Linked DNA regions of Mus musculus: region 2 is linked to region 1. A link is a contact called in public Micro-C data. All regions are on one chromosome and are shown on one strand. The core of a region is the stretch at or near the end of the contact, and the rest is flanking DNA. Distances in the headings are between cores, read along the strand shown. Region 1 has its middle 20 kb from the start of Gm22434. Region 2 overlaps Kifap3 (kinesin-associated protein 3).

What was found. Hi-C and Micro-C count contacts between places; a contact is called where the count stands out from the background.
Region 2: a contact with region 1 is called in a Micro-C map of palatal mesenchyme, with 3 times the contacts expected there. The contact joins two enhancer-like sites. A contact is called at or near these places in 75 of 484 Hi-C or Micro-C datasets (the AML12 cell line, the BV-2 cell line, the C2C12 cell line and 46 more) and 3 of 115 datasets of contacts at active chromatin or transcription factors (embryonic basal ganglia, embryonic stem cells and vascular smooth muscle cells).

What each region holds. Positions count from the first base shown.
Region 1 is chr1:163,135,177-163,141,454 of GRCm38.p6, reverse strand. No RefSeq gene overlaps it. Among named protein-coding and RNA genes, the nearest start is that of Gm22434, 20 kb to the right of the region's middle. Within about 2 kb of position 2,709, at least 3 of the 459 cell types and tissues checked have an H3K27ac peak or open chromatin away from gene starts, as enhancers often do. A contact at or near this core is called in palatal mesenchyme, where this site is marked.
Region 2 is chr1:163,903,904-163,910,351 of GRCm38.p6, reverse strand. All of the region lies in intron 19 of Kifap3 (kinesin-associated protein 3), which reads right to left. Among named protein-coding and RNA genes, the nearest start is that of Scyl3, 23 kb to the left of the region's middle. Within about 2 kb of position 2,746, at least 30 of the 459 cell types and tissues checked have an H3K27ac peak or open chromatin away from gene starts, as enhancers often do. A contact at or near this core is called in palatal mesenchyme, where this site is marked.

The sequences.
Region 1 (6,278 bases), core at 1,460-3,959:
GAGGATGCTTTCTATGGGTTCAAGAGAAGGAATTTGATTCCTAGCAGAAGTAGTGAGAATGGTTCTCTGTTTGTTTGTTTTTAAATTATTACTTATGTACTGTCTGTGAGATGTGTGCATGCAGTGGCTTGGATTTGGAGATGGGAGAATTCCTTGGGAGACTCAGTTCTCTGGAGATTAAACTTAAGTCATCATGTTTAGTGTCAAGCACTCTTACCCGATAACCACTGTTCTGGCCCTGATTCATTTGTTGGGTCATATAATTTTTTCTACTGTACATTCTTCCCATAATATATCACAATTCAATTATATACACGTCTAAGCATGAACATGTGTAAGATAGTAAGAGGGGAATTCTCCACAAAAATATTCTTGAGGACAACAGCTTTGTATTACTGTGCATTTACCCTAGTGCAAATCAGGCTGGAGCTTTTTGTCTATTTTTCATACTTGGATACATTGGGGATATATTTGAAAATAAATAGTCAAGTTTGCTTGTCACTAGAGGAAGAGAAACTTGTCTTTCTATTCAGGTGTCTGTGCACCCTGATGCAGGTAGGAGTCTGCAATTGATAGGTGCTTTGCTCAGAGAGGGATGTGTGTGGAATAGAGCATGCAGAGAAAGGGGTTAGGCTGCCAAGCATGTATCAGAATCCAAACAGAGTTCCAGACACTTGAGCCTGTGCTCTTTGTGTCTGTCTCAGAAGAGGACATAGTATTTTATCCTTTTAGAGATTTTACAAATTTACCTAAGTATATTTTTGTTGTTTAAAACAATAGTACAGAAAACTATAGAATGAAATATAAAGGTCTTAATATCTTACCTTCCAGAATGAGTGCGTTTGCATCTGATTCTAGATCTTTTCTATATATTTACATATATGCCTCAGTAATCTTCTAGAAATATATGGAAAACCTTGGCAGTTAGAGGAAAAGATAAAAGAAAAAAGCATATATATCATGTTCCAGTGGTGCTCATGCTTGTGTGATCAGAGAAGGAGCAATGCATGAAAGAATGAGATGAAAGCAGCTTGCAAAATATTAGAGACAGGAAGGTTTAAAACAGGATGGGTGGCAAGGGATAGGGGAAGCTAGAAGTTATGGGAATGGTCAACCAAGATTGAGGATGTGTAGAAGAACCATATTGAAACCTACTACTATAGAAACTAAATAAAATACATAATTTCTTCTAAAGGTTTATGAATAGAGGTTCCTTGCATGGGTTGGCAGTTCTGTTCCAAGAAGTCATCAGTATTAACAGAAAACCCCAATGCCAAGAGTAGAATGCTTTTTCGTGAATTGTTGGTCAGCAAGCTTCCCAGAGGCTCCCAGAATGATACAAGTATTGATAGTGCTCTTGGTTGGCCACCGGAACTATATGGAAAGACCTTATTGCTGAACACACCATATACTTTAGATACAAGACACAAAGGAAATCAAGCGGGTACTAAATTGGAAGCATCTTCCCCACCTGCAAGCTTGCATAGTGACAGAAGGTACTAGGAAAGCCACTGAGGCAGAAACCATCAATGGTCATTCTCAACTGTTGACCATGTGTGCTACAACACAGAGTGCTGGTGTGCTTTCTGTGTGCTTGTGACCTTCCTGGAGAGAGTTTCCCACTGCTGTGATAATGGCAAAACTGTTTGGGGTTCAACCAAATGCTCTCTGACTGGAATGGAGGCATACTCCATGGGAAAGAATATATACCTGGTCCTGAGCCTATTCCTGGACAGACCACAGGCGCTAGAGGAGAGTGTATCATTGATATTTTACTAAATGGGAATGTGGTTAAAATGCCTCTAAATATTCATGTTTTATGAAAAACAGATTTTCTTCATACAATATATTCTGATTGTGGATTCCTTTCCCCCTACTCCTCCCAGTTCCTCCTCACCTCAACTCCCATCTGATCCATGCCCTTACTCTTTCTTGTTAGAAAATAAACAACAACAGGCATCTAAGGAATACTAATAAAATAGAATAAGAGAAAATAAAACAAAAAATGAACAAATTGGAACAGAAATATGCCCATGGAAGAGTGGTGCTGTCTGCCTGGTCCCAGGAAGCTTCCTTCAGCAGAGAACAGTTAGTAGACACACAAGTCATCAGAATATTAAGTGGCTGTTGACTCTTCAGTCTACATCAACCCCTTCGAGGTCCAGGAAACATCAAAGGGAGAAAGTAAAGATTGTTAAGAGCCTGAAGTTGGAGAGAAGCCCCATGAATCAACCTTATGGGAATAGCATAGTCCTCCCAACTACCAATCACAGCATTGATGGATAACTTCAAATAAAAAGAAGACAAGATGTGGGGGTTGGAAGGGAATTGGCTGAGAAGAAGGGAGTAAACAGTAAAGAGGAAAGTATGTGAGAGAGAAAAAGATAATTAGGCAAAGATATGATCATAATATGCTCTATGTAAGTACACAACTATCAAATATAAAATAAAAAACTAAAGCCTATTATATAATGTACAGAAACAAATGCAAATGACCACAAAAAGAGAGGTGTACGACTCTTATAGCTATGAATTTGATGTTAAAACATGACTCTGAGGGTCAGCACTGAGGTTGCATGGGATAATTAGGGAGGGCACAGACTCAAGAATAGAACGAATGGAGCATCATTACCAGAAGCAGAGCAGATTGAACAAGTTATCATGGGTTAGACAGATGAGCGGAAGGGAGTCCTGCATATGGTGTATTCTGGATATTTGGTTTTCTAATTCCTCTCTTACTTTTTGGAATACTGCTTTGTGGTGTCTCTCTGTGTGTATATGAATGCATATGTGTTCAACAAATCCGTAACCTAACTCTAAACTTTAATGTAGGCAGGAACCTTATCTCCAAGTATACATTACTCCTTAGCCAGAGGGCCTGCCCTGTGTTCAACAGTAGGTAAACATTGAGCAGCCTCCATACTGACTTCTCCTTTTATTTATTCTCCTTGAAGATTGCTAAAGCTGATAAGAAGTCTCCCTCACCTTCATGTTTACAATATTGGCTCATGAAACTTCTTTATGTTTCTTGTTGTCTAGGCATCTAAGCCATAAGCAGACAGAAAATCCCGAGTTCATGCCAGATCACAATCAGCAAGAACTAGTCATCATGGTTGGCAAGAGGAACAGAATATGCTTCCTTTGGAGAGCCCATGCTTCTGCAAAAGGAGGCTCAAATTCTCATGAACCAAACAAGGACCTTCTTGGACCCCAGCATGTCTTAACTGGTACATGAGAGACATCTGGGCCACATCATAAAGTATACAACAGAATCAGCAATAGTAAACCCAGAGAAATCACTGGATGCCAGGATGAAGAAGAATCTTAACTAGACTTTAATCCAGCGTGCATTTTTTTTGGTTATGTGATGAACAATGCAAGCCAGTTTCACATACACTTAGGAAGTTTCTCTTTCACAAATTAAGATCTAAAATCTTCCATCTTAAAGCCTACTCCACAGTTTGTTCATTAACTAAATATTTTGAAAGTTGAACTCTAAGCTTATAATAATGCCAAGTTCTGGGCCATGCTTGAGGGGGTAGATGAATGAGTACAAACATCTCCTGATTTCAAAAGCTTTAGAAGTTGATGGTAAAATGGTCACATGAATTGTGTGATTCATGTGCTGATGTATGTGAAATGACATATATCTGTGCAGAATAGCAGTATGTAGCTTCACCTAAGCTAATCTAGGTTGATGGAATAGAAGAGATTAAGATTACTGAATTATACTTACATACATAAATAGATAAATACATACATACATACATACATACATACATAGATACATACATAAATAGATATATTGTGAATATATATTTCTCTAATTTGCTAGTCATTAAACTATTTTTATCAGCTACTAACTGATCCAACCGTAACATAAGGTCAAAAATATCTACATTGCAAGGGACATGTGGCTTTGTCCTGTCACGCTCTCTCCGCTATACTCTGTCACCACTATGTAGAATGAAAGAAATGTGAAGAATTGGTCCCCAGATGTAGACATAGTACCTGTCCCTTGCCAGGACCCCTTGTCTTGTCCTAACCATGTATAGCATCTCACTGATAACAAACCCTGGGGAAGGAATGGGCACATTATGTTGGCAAAAATTATGCTCAGTACATGGAATGACATGTTCTCTTACATATTCTTTTTCTAGATAGGACTGAAAACCACAGAGCCCGCTTTTCACCAGAGTAACTGATGTGCAAGATAAAGCTGACACTGTTGTCAGATCAGAAAACAGAACCAGGATTTTGGTCACATGATTAAACTGCTGGGTAAATCATTCCTGACATATGCTTCAAAATATGTAGGTCCAAGAGCAAACCTACTCATGGAGCCAGTTTGATTTGGTTTGAGCTCTTCATAACTTGCCTTAAACCCAGGCCACATGGTTCAATTTGCTGACAGCCTTATTAAAATGAAGAGACATGGATATAATTCTTTCTTTTTTTTTCTTTTCTTCTTTCTTTCCTCCCTCCCTCCTTCCTTCCTTCCTTCCCTTCTTCCTCTTTCTTTCTTTCTTTCTTTCTTTCTTTCTTTCTTTCTCTCTCTCTCCTTTCTTTCTTTCTTTCTTTCTTTCTTTCTTTCTTTTGTTTTTTCTTTCTTTCTTTCTTTCGCTCTTTCTTTCTTTCTTTCTTTCTTTCTTTCTTTCTTTCTTTCTTCTTTCTTTCTTTCCTTCCAATTGCTCAAATGCTACGTGGGGGCATTTCTTTGGCTTGCCTTATTTTTATTAATTAATTGTAGTTCCTAGTACCTAAAGTCACATTTTCCTGGAGAACTGTTCTTGATTCACTCAGCACATGAATAACAGTTGGAAGCAATTCAGTGACACACGTATTGATTACACAGTCCCACTTTGACCTGCCTTATGCTAGGTACCATGTTATATGCAAAGTAGTTCTGAATAAGATATGCCTCCTTTCTTCAATGAGCTTAAAATCCTTTTTGAAATGTGATATCAGCAGTTTGAGCTCTGGCTTCATGCACTCAGTTTCAAAATCTGCCTTGCCTGCTCCACATCGAGCACTAGACAATAATGCTGTCTTGTCTAATCTTCACATTGATGATGCAGGTGGTTATTTATGAGTGAGGAAATTAAGTTCAAAGACATAACTAACTTTCTCAATGTGACTTGTCAGACTAAACAGTGCTGGGAAATGAGGGGATGTCTGAGTTCCAAACCAAAAGTATGTCCCATGTTTAAGTGTCATCAAAATATGTCATTAACAGCTATGCACCCATGACAGCCAATTTATGTCTATTGTGGCTTTAGTGTCTTGGAGATATGCTCTGAAGTCAAAGGTGGTACTCAGTTGGTCCTTTAGAGGAAAAAAAATCTCTTAAATCAAACAAAAGCTCATATGATGGCAATTAGAGCCAAAGGCAAGAACATTAAACACGACATTTTAGCTATTCATCTATTGAATGAAGATTTATTATATCTAATATAGGACATGCATTGTGCTAAACACAGTGAAGATGACAAAGATTCATGAGGTTTGTTTCTACTCTAAAGGAGCTATGACCGTTTAAGTAACAATAGCTGTCGTGTGTTATATGACCATAAACCACTGAGCATTTTCCATAAGTCATCCGTTGTCCAAAAAAGGATTTCAGGATGTTTTTTATTCCCATTATAAGGATGGAGGTCTGAGTTGGAAAGAGTATCATCAAGTCACACAAGAGAAGCCAAGATTTGCGCCCATAAGAATCACTGTCAGTTATAGCTCAAAGGGCTGTGAGGTGGCTCAGATAAGCCCACGAACCTGAGTCCAGTCCTTGAAACTCATACAGTAGGAGGAAAGAGCTGACTCTACAAGCTGTTCTCAGAACTCTACCCCCATGCCCTAACATATATGTTCACATACACGATAAATAAATGTAATGAAAACACTGTAAAAGATTTTAAATCTACCTAATAACTATACTTGTAGCCTAAACTTGATTGGGATATAAAAGTAATTCCCCAAAGGTGTTTCTCTTTTTTAATATTTTGAGAGACAGACAGATAGATAGACACACACACACATACAGAGAGAGAGAGAGAGGGAGAGGGAGAGAGAGAGAGAGAGAGAGAGAGAGAGAGAGAGAGAGAGAGAGAGAGAGAGAGAGAGAGAGAGAAGAGCTGTAACCAGAGGACAGGAAGAAAAAGAGGAGGAGGGATAGGAGAGGAAGGGGAGGGGAAAGGGGAGAAGGAGGAGGAGAAGGAGAAGAAGAAGGTGGGGGAAGTGTGTGTGTGTGTGTGTGTGTATGTGTGTGTATACACCTGCAA
Region 2 (6,448 bases), core at 1,497-3,996, 770 kb before region 1:
CCAAACCCAGACACTATTGCATATGCCAGCAAGATTTTGCTGAAAGGACCATGATATAGCTGTCTCTTGTGAGGCTATGCCGGGGCCTAGCAAACACAGAAGTGGATGCTCACAGTCAGCTATTGGATGGAGCACAGGGCCCCCAATGGAGGAGCTAGAGAAAGTACCCAAGGAGCTGAAGGGGTCTGCAACTCTATAGGTGGAATAACAATATGAACTAATTTGTACCTCCTGGAGCTCGTGTCTCTAGCTGCATATGTAGCAGAAGATGGCCTAGTCGGCCATCACTGGGAAGAGAGGCCCCTAGGTCTTGCAAACTTTATATGCCCTAGTACAGGGGAATTCCAGGGCCAAGAAGCAGGAGTGGGTGGGTAGGAGAGCAGAGCAGGGGGAGGGTACAGGGGACTTTCGGGATAGCCTTTGAAATGTAAATGAAGAAACTATCTAATAAAAAATTGAAAAACAAAAACAAAAACTAATTGAATGTAAACTGTATTTAACACTAACGTTTTCAATTTTGTAAGTGTGAAATAATCTAATTCACACAAAATAGGCATCACCTGCGGTACACTCCGTGACTGTGGGGCTTAAGCCGATATACACTCTGTGACTGTGGGGCTTAAGTCGACTGTCCTCGGCACTGACTTTTTTTTTCTTTCCCTGCTAGTGTATCACTACGCAGTTCTGGCTTACCTGGAACTCACTATGTAGATCAGGCTGGCCTCAAACTCACAGAGATTCGACTACCTCTGAGCCTCCCAACTGCTGTAATTAAAAGTGTGAGCCACTATGCCTAGCTTGCTTGCAACTGAAAATTTAACTGGCATATTTAGTACTATTTTTACAGCATAGTTTGAAAATCATAATGGAACCAACATCAAAAACATATTTTTTATAAGTTTAATGGTAATATACATATATTTTTATATATTTTTAAGGCATTTTTGTTTTGAAATTGAATCATTATATCGTTGAGAAAATAAACTTCAAGAGTATAATTATGCAGTCTCTTAATGAGCCTGGCATGTGCACACACACACACACATACACACACACACAAGTTAGCTGTAATTTACAGTTACTTTTGTGTATTGTATATACGTAATTATATTTTGCCTTTTATTATTAATAAAGCATAAATAATACTTGGGAGGTTTCTTTGTTTCCTTTGTATATATCTGTGTATGCCATGTGTATGCAGGTGCCTTCTGAGACCAGAAGAAAGCGTTGCTTTCTCCAGAGCTGGAGTTAGACCCAGTTGTGACCCGCTTGACATGGGTGCTGGAAACTGACCCAAGTCCTTTGGAGGAGGAGAAATTGCTCTTAGTCACTTAGCCAGCTTTCCAGCCCCATAAATAATATTTTAAAATGAAATCTCACTTTTTCAAAAATAAAGGGAAAATTATATAAGTATTGGGAGGCTGTATTTAAGTCATTAATCTGGCATTCATTAGACGTTTTTGTTAATGGCACCTCCCAGCTGTAAGGGGAAAACACTGTGGGGCAGATTCATTCAGTAGTGCCTAGCTGATGCTTCAGATAAAAACTACTTCACACCAATGGAGGGGGTGTGTAAAGAATGTCTTTCATTTATTCCAGTCGGTAATGAAATCCCACTTCACTGGCTCTTCTCTAATCTCAATTAATACTTGTCTTCATCCACGTTCCGCGGTGTCTTGAGCAGATTCACAAGGAAGATAAGAACACCTCTAACCAAACAGTGACGTGCCCACACCCGGGAGCCCGGCGGCACGCACACAGTGCAGGAAGGCGCAAACAAAGGGACTTATCGACCTGTCTTCTTATCAGCAATTGAGAGAGAATTAGATGCTTTTTTTCACTAGGCCAGAGTAATGGCTAACACTTGTCTGGGTAAGAGTGGACTGTCAATCATGAAGGAAATCACAAGCATTTCCATACATGGAAGTGGTTTCTGAATTTCTGTCTTTTTTTTTTTTCCCAAATCTGCACACCAAGAGCCCTTCCTTATTAGCCTCATCTTACTAGAAATTCTTTCTATTCTTATTTATCTGTTCTGGACATTCAAGGAAAATACTTACACACTTTGTATTGTTCTGATCGAAGACTGGCTTTCCAAAGCCAGCTTAAAACGAGAGAACTGCAGTTATTAACGAGTTCATGACTTTTCCTTGTTCATAGCACCTACTACATCTTGTCACATAGGATTATCAAGCTGAAGTGAGCAGTCACCTACACCTGGAATGGTCTCTGACTTCTAGAGAAGTCTTTTAGTTAGGGCACAACATCTAGCTATCTTTGACTACATGTCCTAATCGTGCATGAGAACTTCTTGAAACTACTGGTGGGTTCTATACTGTCAAATGATGACTCGAATCCCAGCACTTACTGAGTGGCTTAAGTAACTTCTCCATCAATAAACTGAGTCATTAGCACCTCTGGTAAATAACTGCTTGTCTGGTACTGGTTTGGCATTTATATAATCTGTCATTATGTCTTTGTTCTTCTTAAGGCACAAAAATTACTGTTAGAGGTTTTAAGTAGAGAGCATGGGCTCAGTAGCAATGTTTTCTCAGTGACAGATTAACCACGCTGTCTGGTACTGAGTGAGTTAAATGTGAACACCCAAACTAATTACTGTGTAATGCTAACCTTAGTTGCTGGTTCATTTTGAGAGTCTTTAAAATATGAACTGTGTGTTTTACCCCTCTGCACTCTCTTAATGATTTGTTTTTTTAGACTGAAATCACTTCCAGCCATCAGCTATGTTCTTGGTCTCTACACACGCACTTTTCCAAGCACAAATATTTCTTTTTCCTATTGGTCTGCCAGCCCTGTCAGAGCAAATTTCACTTTAAACTAAATGCTATGATACTTAAAACCTCTTGGATTACTTGGGCTGCTAGTGTGATCTATGACCTTCCAAGAATGACAGCTGAACTTTCCAATTTGCTTAGACTGCTTGGGGAGCTAGAAAGCACATGCCAAAAGGAACACGTTTGTGATGTTTGAACAGAGAGGAAAGTTCTTGTCGGAGGTGGGGGCAGGAGACTATTAGGTACTGAAAAATACTAATAAGAAATGAAAAGAAACTAAACATGCTGTAAAGTCAAATACCTTAAACACAATCCAAAGTTAGCACACAAGCACTAAAATGCTCTGGCTGGACTAACTGGCTAAAATGTAAATAACCATATTTAGTTACTGTAACCTAAGTACCAGTGGAATCCAGTTAGACTACATTACTGAATGAGTAAGTCCTAAGAATGGAAAAGAATCTCAAATCATCCTGACTAATACAAAATATCAGGCTATATCAATTTTTCCCTTTCCTTTATAAAATAGAGATTTGATATTTGAAAAATGTCAGAGGCAATACAGCCATCGAACATGGATGTTATCCCTACTGATAACATACTTGTCTCTCTTAAATGAAAATGTTATTAACTTCCTATAAAAACTCATTAAAACTCCTTAAAAGAATTAATAGTTTGTGAAATTTTAAATATAGTTTTGAAACTTTTCTCTTTATACATCATATAAGACAGACAGATATGAATCTTTAAATTGTCATAAAAATAGGCTGTTTAACATAAAGCTCCCAACTTATCTGCGACTATTTACCAATTCCTTTCCTTTATTTTGTTGAATAATAGATAAGTCATGTCAGTGATAAAACTCATATACTGGTTTGTCAGGAAAGACTTTTTGGAAGATAAATTAAACTAATAGTTCTTAAAACTTATGAACAGAAATGTGTAGATTACAAAAACCATAGAAAAACTCATTAAAAATCTATGTTTAAAGAGCTAAGCAAGAACATCTGACACCTTGATTATAAGTGAGTTTTAAGTTGCCTACTTAGGCTACTTTTAGGATTTACGTGGGGCAGTACTATTGCGACCCTTTAGTTGCTAATTCAGTCACTTCAGCAGTAAGTACAGGTAGACGCCAGATAAATTCTTCAGAGTATGGACTCCAACCAGCACCACAGCAATCTCTGCATTTACTCTAGAGGCCTGCTTAGCCCACAAGGACACACTTTATAACAGTAGAGCTCCATCCATTTTCTACCCAAGGTTAAGGTTAACTATGGACTGTTTGGTTACAAGTCTTCTGAGAATAGAATAGGACTTGACTGTACTGTCTTCAAAGCACAGGGTTAAGGAGGCACTGTCCCAATGCCAGGCAGATGGAGTGTAGACAAGGATGTGGAAGCACAGGATTGCTCATGGACAATGCCATCAAAGTAAGAGTGTGTGGGTCTGATGTTGTAAGTCTGTCACTTCTGTCTTTGTGGAGTACTGACTATCTCTTATTCAGAGTCCGGTATCAAGTGTCTTCCATGTATAGCCCATTCTTAGGTATATATTTGGTACTGTTGATATCTGGATTATAACTGTCACCTTATATGGGATGATAATGATGCATCCAGAAATGCTTTGGAAACTCTGGCTCCTACACATGATGTAGCAACAGTGAAGAGATAGTCCATTGCATGTGGCATGCCTCTTGCACATGCTTTCTGTTTGCCTTTACAAGGCTCCTGCATAAGTCATGGAGATTTATGCCTATGTCGAGGCATGCTAATTATTGCTGCTGTAAAATAATGTCACATCCAATCAGCCCTTCCTCTTGCCATCGTGAGAGTGGACTGCTTGTGTAAACTGTTTAATTCAATCAAACACTCAGATTCTACATCATGATAAATGCAAATGGAGAACACCTTTAGGAAAAGTGAGGGCAATGTCCTACTTTATATCCCACGGGCCGGCTCATGTTAAAGCAGTAAATCAAGGGAGGATTTCTAGGCATTCATGCAGTCTACTACTCGCTCTGTACACCTACCTATGCTCAGGAGACTGACAGTGATGGTTTCTTTAGTCAGAAGCACAGGACATGAAAACATTTAGGGTGTAATATTTGATTCTGTGGTATCTGCTGTGTTTGATGCTATAGAAAAGCCTGAGAATCTAGGATTTACATGTAAGTTGGGGAAATATGAAAACATTTCAGGGTGAGGGGAACGTGCTCTATAGTCTGCATTTCAAATGCACATGTGCACTCGAAGGCAAACCTACATTAGCTGCTCCAAGTCTTAGGGTCAGGAACATAGTGGCTCCATTTAAAATAACTCCAATCCCTACCTGTTGACGATAAATAACACTTTCTTTTCCCAAGAAAGGAAAGGACAAAGTAAACAGTGATAGTTTTTTCTCCACACAAAGAATGAGGTAAATATAAAATTGCATTCTATGTATAAAATCCCTGGCCCCAGGAAACACACACACACACACACATACACACACACACACACACACACACACACACACACACACACACTCATGTTAATCATCCAAATAAACGCTAAAATGGAAAAAATTCCTTAAAAAGTGGGATATACCAATTTTAGATCCAATTTCTCCCAAGGCTAAACAAAGGAATTATGGGTGTGTGATTACCCTTCATTATTTGAGACAGAATACTCAAATCACAAATTTATTGATATGTTTCTACTAAAGAGTATTGAAAACTTAAACTAAGAGCTTAAAGAGCAAGAAAGCATGTCTATAAGTCTGAAATGAAACCATATACTTTTATTTAAAACCCAACAAAGAAATTGTGTGTATATGTATGTATGTATGTATGTATGTATGTATGTATGTGTATATATATCTATATATACATACATACATACATATATATTTTAAATTTGTGTTTGTCTACCTATCTAAAGTGAAAAGTAAACTTCTATTGACTAAATCTTTGCCCACAAGATGGGAGGCATTATAATCAGCTTTTACATCATTCTCCTTGATATCTTGATATAGCAGCTTTCCCCCAAACCTCATAATTTTCCAAATTACACTAAGACATATTGTTCTATTTTGTTCTATTCAATTCTACTCATACCTTTTCTTTATTCTTGGATACAACACATCTTGACCACAGTTTACCCTTCCCCCTCCTCCCATCCCTTCCCCACTCCCCCCACCCCCCAGATCCACTCACTGCTCTTCCATTTCTCTTCAGAAAAGAGCAGGCCTCCTAGAGCTAACAACTGAACACTCCACAACAACAAGATGCAATAACAATAGGCACAAACCCTCATATCAAAGCTGATGAGGCAACCCAGTAAGAGGTAAAGGGTCCTAGGACCAGGCAGAAGAGTCAGAGACAGCTTCACTCCCACTGATAGGAGGCTGACTCAATATAAACAACCACAGCAAGGATGCAGAGAGACCTATGCAGCCTCATGGTTGCTGCTTCAGGCCTTTTTTAGGCCTGGTAATAGCACCACCACCACCACCACCGTCCAAAAATTAACACAATAACAAGCAGGGTGCTCAAACACATTATACATTTTATATTATACTTATATCTTCCCTTCAAGATCCTATTCAAATGCCTATCAATTAAACAGACCACAAATAAAAATTTAAATGATAAAACATTGAATGCATATCTT